Regions from separate parts of the Mus musculus genome. Here region 1 is linked to region 2. The links are chromatin contacts, called in public capture Hi-C maps. All regions are on one chromosome and are shown on one strand. The core of a region is the stretch at or near the end of the contact, and the rest is flanking DNA. Distances in the headings are between cores, read along the strand shown.

What was found. Capture Hi-C pulls out chosen DNA fragments and counts their contacts.
Region 1: a contact with region 2 is called in a capture Hi-C map of embryonic stem cells, with 4 times the contacts expected there. The contact joins two enhancer-like sites. A contact is called at or near these places in 3 of 115 datasets of contacts at active chromatin or transcription factors (embryonic basal ganglia and embryonic stem cells) and 1 of 9 other capture datasets (embryonic stem cells).

Annotation. Positions count from the first base shown.
Region 1 is chr5:116,795,178-116,800,915 of GRCm38.p6, forward strand. No RefSeq gene overlaps it. Among named protein-coding and RNA genes, the nearest start is that of Gm29843, 4.6 kb to the right of the region's middle. Within about 2 kb of position 2,459, at least 6 of the 459 cell types and tissues checked have an H3K27ac peak or open chromatin away from gene starts, as enhancers often do. A contact at or near this core is called in embryonic stem cells, where this site is marked.
Region 2 is chr5:116,222,824-116,228,244 of GRCm38.p6, forward strand. Ccdc60 (coiled-coil domain containing 60) reads right to left here. Exons shown (of 14, transcript NM_177759.3): 2 at 2,446-2,528. Among named protein-coding and RNA genes, the nearest start is that of Gm36502, 6.5 kb to the right of the region's middle. Within about 2 kb of position 1,893, at least 3 of the 459 cell types and tissues checked have an H3K27ac peak or open chromatin away from gene starts, as enhancers often do. A contact at or near this core is called in embryonic stem cells, where this site is marked.

The sequences.
Region 1 (5,738 bases), core at 1,209-3,708, 570 kb after region 2:
GCATCTTCTCCTTCATTTATTCCTGATACAAAGATCCTGAAAACACATCAACACTCTGAAAAGGCCCCCACCCTACTCCTTGCCAGTGGGTCTTTATGACACCACAGGACTGAGGAAGTTTTATGTTGTTAAGCCACTGTGATCTGGCTGTTATCCGTTACTATAGCAACACCTGTCTTGATTGAGAGTGGGCCTTTCCTTCTGCTTCAGCCTAGCTGCCGCTTTCTGTGTGTCAGCCTAAGCCTTCAACACTTCATCTCCTCTCACGCTCCCCACCAGCTCCCAACTGAAATCCTATTAGTGTCATCACTTACAGACGAGAAAACCGGGCCTCCTGGGTGTTCAGTAAATTGACCAACTTTATGCAGTGACTAAGTAATAGGCACAGTCAAGAGCCAAACTCAGACCATGTAGAATCACCACTGGTGAGAGCCAGAACTGGCTCCCATCAGCACCAGAGCTGACCGTGAGCTTCTCAGCCCAAGCTCATGCTCAATGAATTCATACAGAGAATTTAAGCCGACCGTGGTTATGCAAAGATACAATTCAACACTAATCTCTTTCTGTTGTTCAGCCCGTTTATCACAGTGCTACTCATCAGACCCTGATGATTCTGAATGGTCAAGCTGAGTCCTGATCATCCCAGCGTGTACCCCTTCTAACTTCGTGGCCTCCTTTTCTAACCCACTGAGTCCAATAAGCACTGCTTACATATGCACAGGTAAAGAGCCATGCACACCCTGAGTACAGACAGCTGTACTGGCTGGTTTTGTGTGTCAACTTGACACAGGCTGGAGTTATCACAGAGAAAGGAGGTTCAGTTGAGGAAATGCCTCCATGAGATCCAACTGTAAGGCATTTTCTCAATTAGTGATCAAGGGGGAAAGGCCTCTTGTGGGTGGGACCATCTCTGGGCTGGTAGTCTTGGGTTCTATAAGAGAGCAGGCTGAGCAAGCCAGGGGAGGCAAGCCAGTAAAGAACATCCCTCCATGTCCTCTGCATCAGCTCCTGCTTCCTTACCTGCTTGAGTTCCAGTCCTGCATCTTTTGGTGATCAACAGCAGTATGAAAGTGTAAGCCAAATAAACCCTTTCCTCCCCAACTTGCTTCTTGGTCATGATGTTTGTGCAGGAATAGAAACCCTGACTAAGACAGACAGCTTACCAGGGACCACATCCCAGATGACCTCTCCTGCTCCCAGCATGCAGCTGCTCTTCATTTTGTCGATGGACATAGCCCCAAACCAGCTTCTAAGTATTCACTTCTATACCAATAGATTCATGCAGCTCACAACCCCATCAGAGAGATGTCTTTTTATGATGGACACATGTCAGAGCATGATCTAAGAATGGAGCTGTCTGCAGAGGTATCTGAGACCTCTTGAGGAAACTCCACGTAAACAAGACAAGAGTCTTGTAACCTTTGTCCCTCCATAACATGGCTGTTCTTGGAATGTGCCTCCCTGCCCCTACCAGGGGTAGCAGACAGGAGTGACTTCACTTTAGATTATTCATTACAGCTGGCTATTGTTATCTGTTTACCAGAGTCTGTGAGACAAACATGTTTTTCCTATGTGCAGTTTGCCCTTGTGATTGGACATTTTCTTGGATGACTCTTTTTTAACCCTCAGAGTATACATTGTCTGATGCTCTGAACAAAGTTAGTTATTGTATGAGACTTTATAGATCTACCTCATTTTGAGGCCCCGTTCTCCCAGGTTCCTGCTGCCAACTAGAGCAAACAGATGGGGTTAATAACAGACACTCCCAGCTGTTCAGAGAGGAGAGAACAAGCCAGGGTAGCCAGCTCTACCACACTCAGGACATTTCTATCATACACCTTCCCCCATAGGACTCGGAGTCACAGGAGTGGGGGAACGGAGATCATAAGAGTTAGAGGTTGCAAGGAACTGCTGGAAAATGGCATTTTTGTGACAAGACAGAGCTGTTGCACACATGAAGTCTCAGCAGCTGTGGCTGGATAACTAAGCCACTCTGCCAAGAGACCAGCACTAACAAAGAAATAGCAGGGTTGTTGATGGAATCATAACAGAGATACTGGGTCCCTGTTGGTTTTTTGAGAGAACGCTGTACATGACTGTCTAAAAGAAAACATTGCAAAGTAAGAGGAAGAAAAACACAATGGGTGCTGCAGCAAGGGGATTTCCAGTAAGAAGTCTTTAATCTCTGCAGCAAACATTTTGCTACATCTGCATAATACAGGGGCCACAAGAACATCCCCAAGACAGCTGAATTCAGGGCAGAATATTAAGTTGACAAGATTGGCTCTGAAGATAAAACAAGCAAGGGATGGGGGAGGATTGCCTACCAAACCTGGCCCACATATCCCTGTGATTCCCCTGCAGCAGATGATGTCCAGCCCCATCCATCACCCTGACTTAGGCTCCCATGGTTCAGTTTCCCCTGGTGCCTTTGAAACCTTAAACCACAGGGAAGATTTGCTGTGTCACCTATCCAGACCACTGGACTCATGAGGGGCGAATTTGTAAATAATACACCACACCCACTGTGGTGTTTTGAATATTCTTGGCTCAGGGGGTGGCACTATTAGGTGGTGGTGTCACTATGGGGGTGGGCTTTGAGATCCTCCTCCTAGCTGCCTGAGGACAGTCTGCTCCTGGTTTCCTTTGGATGAAGACGTAAAACTCTCAGCTCCTCCAGTGCCATGCCTGCCTGGATGCTGCTGTGGTTCCTGTCGTGATGATAATGGACTGAACCTCTGAAACTGTACGCCAGCCCCAATTAAATGTTCTTTGTAAGAGTTACCATGGTGATGGTGTCTCTTCACAACAATGGAAACCTTAGCTAGCACAGAATTTGGTACCGGGGACTGGGGTGTTACTGTGAAAGGCCTGACCATGCTTTTCTTTGAAGGAATGTGGATTTGGGGACTTTGGAAAGCAGAAGACTGCTTTAAGTGGGCCTTAATGGGCCATACTATTAGAAGCACAGAAGACAGTGTTCCTGAGTGTGTTTCGAGCTGTAGGGACCTAGTTCAAGAGGTTTCAGAGAAGATGACTTTTAGTATGTGGCCTAGAGAGTTTTTTAATGAAACTTTGGTGAAGAATGTGGCTGCCTTTTGCCATCGTCCCGACGAGTCCGCCCGAGACTAAGGTAAAGAGTTTTAGATTAATTGCTTTGACAAAGGAAGTCTCAAAACAGCCTGGTATAATTTCTTGCGTGTGGTTACTAAAGTACACTCTTCTGAAGAACATTTTAATGAAGCAGCAAGCATAGAAAGGAAAAATACAGAATGTATGGTTCAAAGAATAAAGGGCACCAGGAAGTAGAATGAAGCTAAATCTGTGCTCAAGGGTATTAAATGGAACTAAGGGACTGGTGACCTTGGGACAAGATCCCACCTAGCTAAATGTATGCTTCTGTAGTTGAAGAAGGAGTAGTTCTATCTAACCATTTTTATGACAGGTTATTGTTCTCATTTGGATTTTTAATCTGGAATAAAGTACAATCCAAAAACGGAGGACACACCTGTGATCCAGATCTTGAGCCTGGAAGGCACAGTCTTTTGATCCAGATCTCAAGGAATCATGGCCACGAGAAGCTTAAGCCCTGGCTGGGAGGTGCACACCTTTAATCCCCAGAGACAGAGGCAAGCAGAGCTCTGAGTCCAAGACCAGCCTGGGATGGGGCAAGTTCCAAGTAGAGAAAAACTTAGGTCCAGGCATGGTGATTTAACTCTTTTAATCGCAGAACTCAGGAGACAGGCAATGTGATCTCTCACGTTCAAGGTAAGTCTACAGAGCAAGTATCAGGACAGCCAATCTTAGATAGTGAAGGAGTTGGAAAACAGAAAGCTGGTGATAATATAGTAAAACAAGGGGGCCATGTTCCAGCCCCAGCAAACAGCAACACTTGCCAGCCTTGGCCATGTGGCTCTACCTTTAGAATAGAAGCGATTACAATTGATGCTGGTTAGCTGGAGCTAAGAAATTAGCAGTGATTAAGAAGAGACCAAGCATCACTGAGGTGAAACCTCCTGGGAAGTGAGTTCTGAAGCCATAAAGAAGCTGTGTTCCAGAGTCAACCAAAGTTGTACTTCATGCTAGTAGCTGGACTCAGTAGTGTGTAAGAGTCACCCAGGTGGTACTGGTTTGAAAATATGAGGTCATGAAGAACAACTGAGACCTGGTACTGTGAGAGGCCAGGGAAGGCCATTAGTCAAAGTACAGCATTAGTTGTAGTTGATGGCCCAGGGCTGAAGGAGTCATGAAGAAGTTGAGGCTTGGCACCATAGAGGGAGCTATGAGAGGCTCTTGGCGAAGCCTAGTTGCAGCAGAAGACCCCAGTGTATTGGAGATATCAGTACCATGGAATGATCTCCAAGCACAGCAACAGCAGTGGAATGGAGTCAACCAGAGTGCTACAGAGGGCAGATCTAGAGAAGTGACCTAAGCCCTTTTGAGAAGCCCAGAAGATTGGGTGTGAAACTAGAAGTTGTAGAGTCGAAGTTACCTTGGATACCCCAAAGTGTTAGAGATGCCAGAGCCTTGGGACACCTGCTGAGAAAAGCTGTTAACAGGGAGAAAGAGTAAGACGTTTGTTGCTGTCAACAAAGATGAAGGAGTTGGAGATCTGAAGACTGCTTTGACATCAGATATGGAGATGCTGAGGTTGGAGTTTGCCCAGCTGGCTTTTGGTCTTGCTTTGGTCTAATATTTCCTCACCATGACGCTTTGGAATGGTAATGCATATCCTGCATGATGTTGGAGGTATGTGATGTGCTTTTTGATTTTGATTTTATAGGGGATTACAGTCTAGAGATTGCATGAATCTCAGAAGAGACTTTGGAACTTTGGACTTTTAACATTGTTGAGACTTAGACTATGGGACTTTTGAAGTTGGACTAATATATTTTGCATTATGCTATGCCTAGGTATGGCCCCCAAAGACTCAGGTGTTTCAACAAGCCTATGGAGCCAGGGATTAGAATGTGGTGGTTTGGATATACTTTGCTCAGGTAGTGGCACTATTAGGTGGTGGTGTCACTGTGGGGGTGGGCTTTGAGACCCTCCTCCTAGCTGCCTGAGGACAGTCTACTCCTGGCTTCCTTTGGATGAAGATGTAGAACTCTCAGCTCCTCCAGTGCCATGCCTGCCTGGATGCTGCTGTGGTTCCTGTCGTGATGATAATGGACTGAACCTCTGAACCTGTAAGCCAGCACCAATTAAATGTTGTCCTTTATAAGAGCTGCCTTGGTCATGGTGTCTGTTCACAGCAATGGAAACCCTAACTTAGATGCACAGGCAGTCACCTTGGGCAGGTGACTTTGGCTTTCTAAACCTAGTTTGGTCTTCTGTCAAGTGGAGTATACATAGTATCTAACTCATGGGTTGTAGATCCAGGAACACACTAAAAGCCCCCTGTGTGGTAATTCAACCATTTGTTACCAGAAGGAATGAGAATTATGGATTCAAACAGGGCCCAGAACATTCTAAGAGCTTTGTTTAAACCATAGTCTCTGAGGTCAGCCACCTTAGCCTACCTGCCATGTTTCAGGTCAGAGAGAGGCGTTGCCTAAAAACAGGAACAACTGTGGCGAAGTGTGCCTAAAAGAATACCGGGGATTGCCCTCTGACCTCTGCATGCATGTGCACACATATATGCATGCACTTTCATTTATGAACAAAGGCATATGCCCATGCTTATACGCGCACACACAAAACTCAATCAACCAACAAAATGGCACCTTTAATCTTTA
Region 2 (5,421 bases), core at 643-3,142:
TTGGTATATGTATATGTGTATGGTATATGTATGTATGGTATGTGTATATGTATATGATGTATGTATAATGTGTATATGTCTATGGCATGTATAGTCTGTGTGTGCATGTACATGCACGAGTGTGTATATGTGTATGGTATGCATGTGTATGGTGTGCACATATGTGCACGTGCATGTATGTGTATGTATGGTGTGCACATATGTACATGTATGTGTGAGTGGTATATTGTTTATGCATATGCATGTTTATGGTGTGTGTGCATTGTGTGTGAGGTGTGTGTGTATGGTTTATATGCATGTGTGTGTATCATTTTTTACTGGCATGTTAATCTTCTTCTGCAGTGTTAGCTAAGTTATCAAGGTGAATAACAAAATCCATCCTATGAATCCTTATTTGGGAGCATAGCATGAACAGGACAGGGCTTTGAGCCTCTACATCCTAACAGGCAGATGGGCCTTCAGACACGGGTGCTGCCTTTCTCTTCAGCTCCCACGCCCACACCAACACCCAGTCTGATGGCTGCAACTCTGAGTCCGTCCTCTTCCTGTTGTTTCTTTTCCTGACCCTCACAAGCATCACCCTTACCACGACCTTCCAGGCCATCTCTACGAAGTGAGTGTAGTTATTTTTTTAAAATCTGACTACCCCCTCTTGCTCAGAACCCTCCAGCAGCTACGCCAAACATTTCTGCATGGCCTTCCTGACATTTTAGCTCCATCTCTTTCCTCTCTCAACCTAGCTTACCCCGAGGCTCTACACAGGCCCCTCTGATGCTGCAGTATGCCCAGCATGTCCTGACTTCATCACCCCCTCAACTCATGCTCTGAAGAACCACGGCTGCTCCCCCTTTGTGTGAATGGCTCTCTCTCTCCTTCAGGCATCAGACCTAGGATCTCTCTGTATAAATTATTACAAACTTTACACACAGACACACAGATACACACTCTCACACACACTCAACACACATGCAATCACACACAAAACACACTCACATACAAATACACACATACCCTCTCACACACATGCACATACTCACTCACACACATATACATACTCTCAGACACATGCAGATACAATGGCGTCAGCAGACCCAGAGCTGGGAGGGCGTTTGCTTCAACACTCTCTGTATTCATTATTTCTCTGATGCTGCGATGGAATGCCCCACCTAAAACCAGCTTAGGAGAGGAAGAGTTTATTGCAGCTGATGTTGCAGAAGGAATACAGTCAGTCATGGTGGGGGAGGCATGGCGGCAGACCCACAAGTCTGGCTGGGCTGCCATCAGGACTCAGACCAGGAAGTGTGGCTGAACCATAGAACCTCAAGGCTGGATCCTAACGCCCTACCTTCTCCAGGGAGGTCCCACAGCCTCCTGAAACAGCGCCACCCACTGGGGACCACATGTTCAAAAGTATGGGCTCCTGGACATTGCCTATGCTAACTGCGGCTCTTTGTGAAACCTCTTGTTCTGTGCATGGATTTCTGACCGCTCTCCCTTTTCTTATAAGGACACAGACTGGATAAGGACATTTGACTTCATTGACCCTCAGTTACCCATCTAGTGGCCCTTGTTACAAACAAAGTCACATGGGGGTTTCGGGATTGGAACTTTCTCCAGGTCATGGACGGGAGAGGGCGAGGAGACACTGGGAACCTGGAGGGGTGCATGTTAGTACGCGACGCATGCGTGCTTCCGCTGGGAACAGTGGACTCTAAGCTGTTCATTGCTCTTCCCCCTCTCTCTTGGAGAATGTTCTAGGGGAAGAAAAGGTGTTTTTGTTTTTGTTTTGTTTTGTTTTGTTTTTGCTTTACAACTCCATCCAGGCTATAGAGCATCCTCTGGGAAAGTCAAGGCAGGGATTGGAAGGAGCTGGTCACATGACATCCCCAGCCAGGGCAGAGAGAAATGAAAGCGCCCAGGACCCAGACCAGGGGGTAAAGCCACACATGCTCAGGGTGGTTCTTTCCTTCCTGATCATCTCACTTAAGAAGAAACCCTTCACCGTCATGGCCACAGGCTGACCCAATCCAGACAGTTCTTCATTTGAACTCGCTTCTGTCTGCTCCCTTTCTAGTGTGCACCGGCACAATTTAGAGATTACATCATGGCCAGGCCCCAGGAGAGTAGACAGAGCCACCTCTCACATGGAAAGGGCCTGTAGCTCTCGGGGTTGTTTAACCCTGTGACCTATCCTCCAGCCCTGTCCCCCCCACCCCACCCCCACGTAGGCCCACCCATCATTCAGCAGCGTGGGACAGATGCCGGGAGGGGAGGCGTCTCGGACGCGTTGATCCCCTGTGTTCTTTCCCTGGCACACCAGGTCTTCCGATGAATGTCTATGGAGAGGCTCGCCCCCCCCCCCCCCCCCCCCCCCCCCGCTCCCTGTCCCCAGCCTGGCCCGCAGTGCCTGCGGCTCACAAGTCATCCCTCCCAGGGCTCACTCACCGGCTTCGCATAAGATCCTTCTTAAGGTTTGCTATCTCCTTGTCTATATATTTGGAGTTCTTCGCTGTCTTGTCTGAGGCCTGCTGGGGAAGACAGGAGAGGAGAGGGGAGAGGGACATTAACACAGGTGCTCCAGGTGAAGCTGGACTAACAGAGGGCCCTGTGTCTAGCGAGAATCAATTTACGCAGAGCAAAGTTCTACTCCAGCACATGGTTTGGGAGGCTCTGGGCTGTCGCTGGTTGGCCCTGTTTTGCCTTGGACCTGTGTCAGGGTCCGGGAGTGTGGGACAGCAGGATGGCACACTTCTAAAGCTTGTGGGAAACACACTGTGAAAACCTTTCAGAAGGACCATGCATGCCCCTTAGATCCAACATCTGTGGTTAAGCATCCCGCAAGAGAATATTCCTGACAGGGATGCGGAGGCACCATAGCAAGGCCACTCAGTTGCTTGTAAAGACAAATACCTGCACATGCCACAAGGGAAGACAGACTGAACCATCCTGCTGCATCTAGACTGCAGAATAGTATACAACATGAAAAGTGACCCGCTTCCAACACAGTCTTTCCCTGCCACTCCCACCACTGCTGGATGGCACATGCCACAGTGCTTGTATGTATGTGTGTGTGTGTGTGTTCTGGGATCAAACATGGGTCCTCATGCCTGCAAGTTAAGTGTTTTCCTCAGTGAGCCATCACCCCAGCTCTGATGGGTAAACCTTTGGGGTGAGGGGGACACGCAGCAACCAAACCATGATGGTGTCCAACTTTCATGTATATTTTCAAAATTTTTACTTTATTCTTAAATTATGTGTCCATGTGTCCATCTGTGCAGGTGAGTGCGGGTACCTATGGAGACCAGAAAGAAGTGGATGTTGGGTCCCCTGGAGCTGCAGTTATCGGAGGCATTGTGAGCCGAGCCACTTGGGTGCTGGGAACGGAATCTGGGCTCACAGTCACTCATCTGACTAGCTCCATGTACTGTTTCCATGGGTGACAGAGGGAAATGTGCCGTGTATCAGGGGTCTGGGTCATCACACTAGGAAGAGAATGCATTGCTGTGTTAGAGGATTTGCAACCCCGCCATCTGCCCGACACATCTAGGGGACAAGACACAACCTGTAGCTCTGCAACTTGGTTGGCACTGCAGCAGGACCTCAGGAAACCACTCCCACTGTCCCCCGCCCCCCAATGGCACTCACAGGCCAGCAGTGATAAACATCTGGAAGACAGAGTCCTGGTTCTCGAGACATTTGATATGAACAAAATTAGAAGCTAAGGAAACATCCCAGAACTACTCTTTTTAAAGGGAGTCTTGCTTTGTGGCCCAGAAATCTCTCAAGTTCCTGACTCTCATGTGTCTGCCTTCCAGGTGCAGTCACCACCCCTGGGCTCCAAAATCACTTCTTTTAATACTATTACAGAGGTCATGTAGCAATATGCGAAAAGCCTCACAAGTTCAGTCCCGGCCCACAGGGCACTGCGTGAGATGGCAATGCAGCTGGGTAGTAGCTCCGAGGTGGAACACTGCAGAACCGGCAGCCATGCCATTGAGAACATTGAGTGTGAGATCGCAGTGGAGCTGCACGGTGATGTCACAGGGCAATGCAGTGTTCCTGAACGATAATGCTGGAGTCCACACACCTGGAGTCAGCCACTCATATGAGAATGCACTAGGGGCTGGCTCAGTGGCTCAAGGGCTTGCTGTGCAAGCTTAGGACCCGAGTTCAGATCCCACAGAACCCACGTATTAGTCAGACAGGCATGGCAGGCCGCCTATAATTTCAGCCTGGGGAAGGCTGGAGGTGAGGGATACTCAGAACAAGCAGGCTGGCAAGGTTAGCCATATTCAGTGAGCTCTGGGTTTTATTGAGAGATCCTGCCTTATTGAATAAGGTGGTTCTGGGTTTGATTGAGAGACCCTGCCTTATTGAATAAGGTGGAAGCACCATGGAGCATCTTCAGGCTTGGAGCCGCTACATGCACACACACCCGTGTGCATGTGCTCCCAATACACAAGTGACCTCACACGTGCAAACAGGTATACACACACACATGCACACCATGTGCTAAATATTTAGCACACGTACACAAAAGAATGAAAATAAGATTAAAGACCACAGTGAACGCAATGACATGGGGCACGGGGCGCTTGCTTGTGGTGACGGCCCTTGGTGTTATTGGCTTAAGTGTTTGCTGTTCTGTGTTTTTTATAGTTTTGAGAGTACAGTTCTCTTATTTGTATAAAATCCCCAGTTGCTCCAAGCCAGGCTGCTGTGTTGTTGCCAATGGCAGCCTTGGGTGGTTTCGACTGGGTCGATAGCTATCTTTGGTGATGGATTTAATGATAGGTGGGAGGCAGGCTGGACCACCTAGATTTGTATGGGCACATTCTAGTGATGGTGAGACCCAACACGGCATTTCTCAGGTGTCCCCATCATAGTGCATAGCTGCCTGCTCCCCAGCCCAGCAGTGCCACTGCCATGCAAAGAAATCAGGTAGCTTCCCCACAAGGATATCTGCCACAGCAGTGTGAGTCACCATGCCAAACCCTTGATGCCCCAGCAACCCGGCCTTTGTGGGGCAAAGCCATGGTTGGCCTGGGCAGTGAAGACGGTTCGGTTCTGCTGCTTCCTGTTGCTATAGATGCGTGGTTATTGACATGGAAGAGTGGCAGCGGAATATAATTTCACGTGGAAATGCAGCTTATGTGTAAAGAAATTCAATTATACAGATGCCCATATTTCCTCTGTCTAGAAATTTCTCACAATTTTCTATCATCTCGTACAGTCGACTTTTTTTTTTTTAAATTGATGGCAAAGAATCCATGTCATAATAGAGTAATATGGAAGTAAACACAATAAATCAACAATAGAGATGTCGTATCAGGGTGTCGGAATTATAAGTTAATTAAACAATCATTTTGACTCGGGTTGTTCCTTTTCCTAATTTTCTGTAATTTACATATATTAATTCTA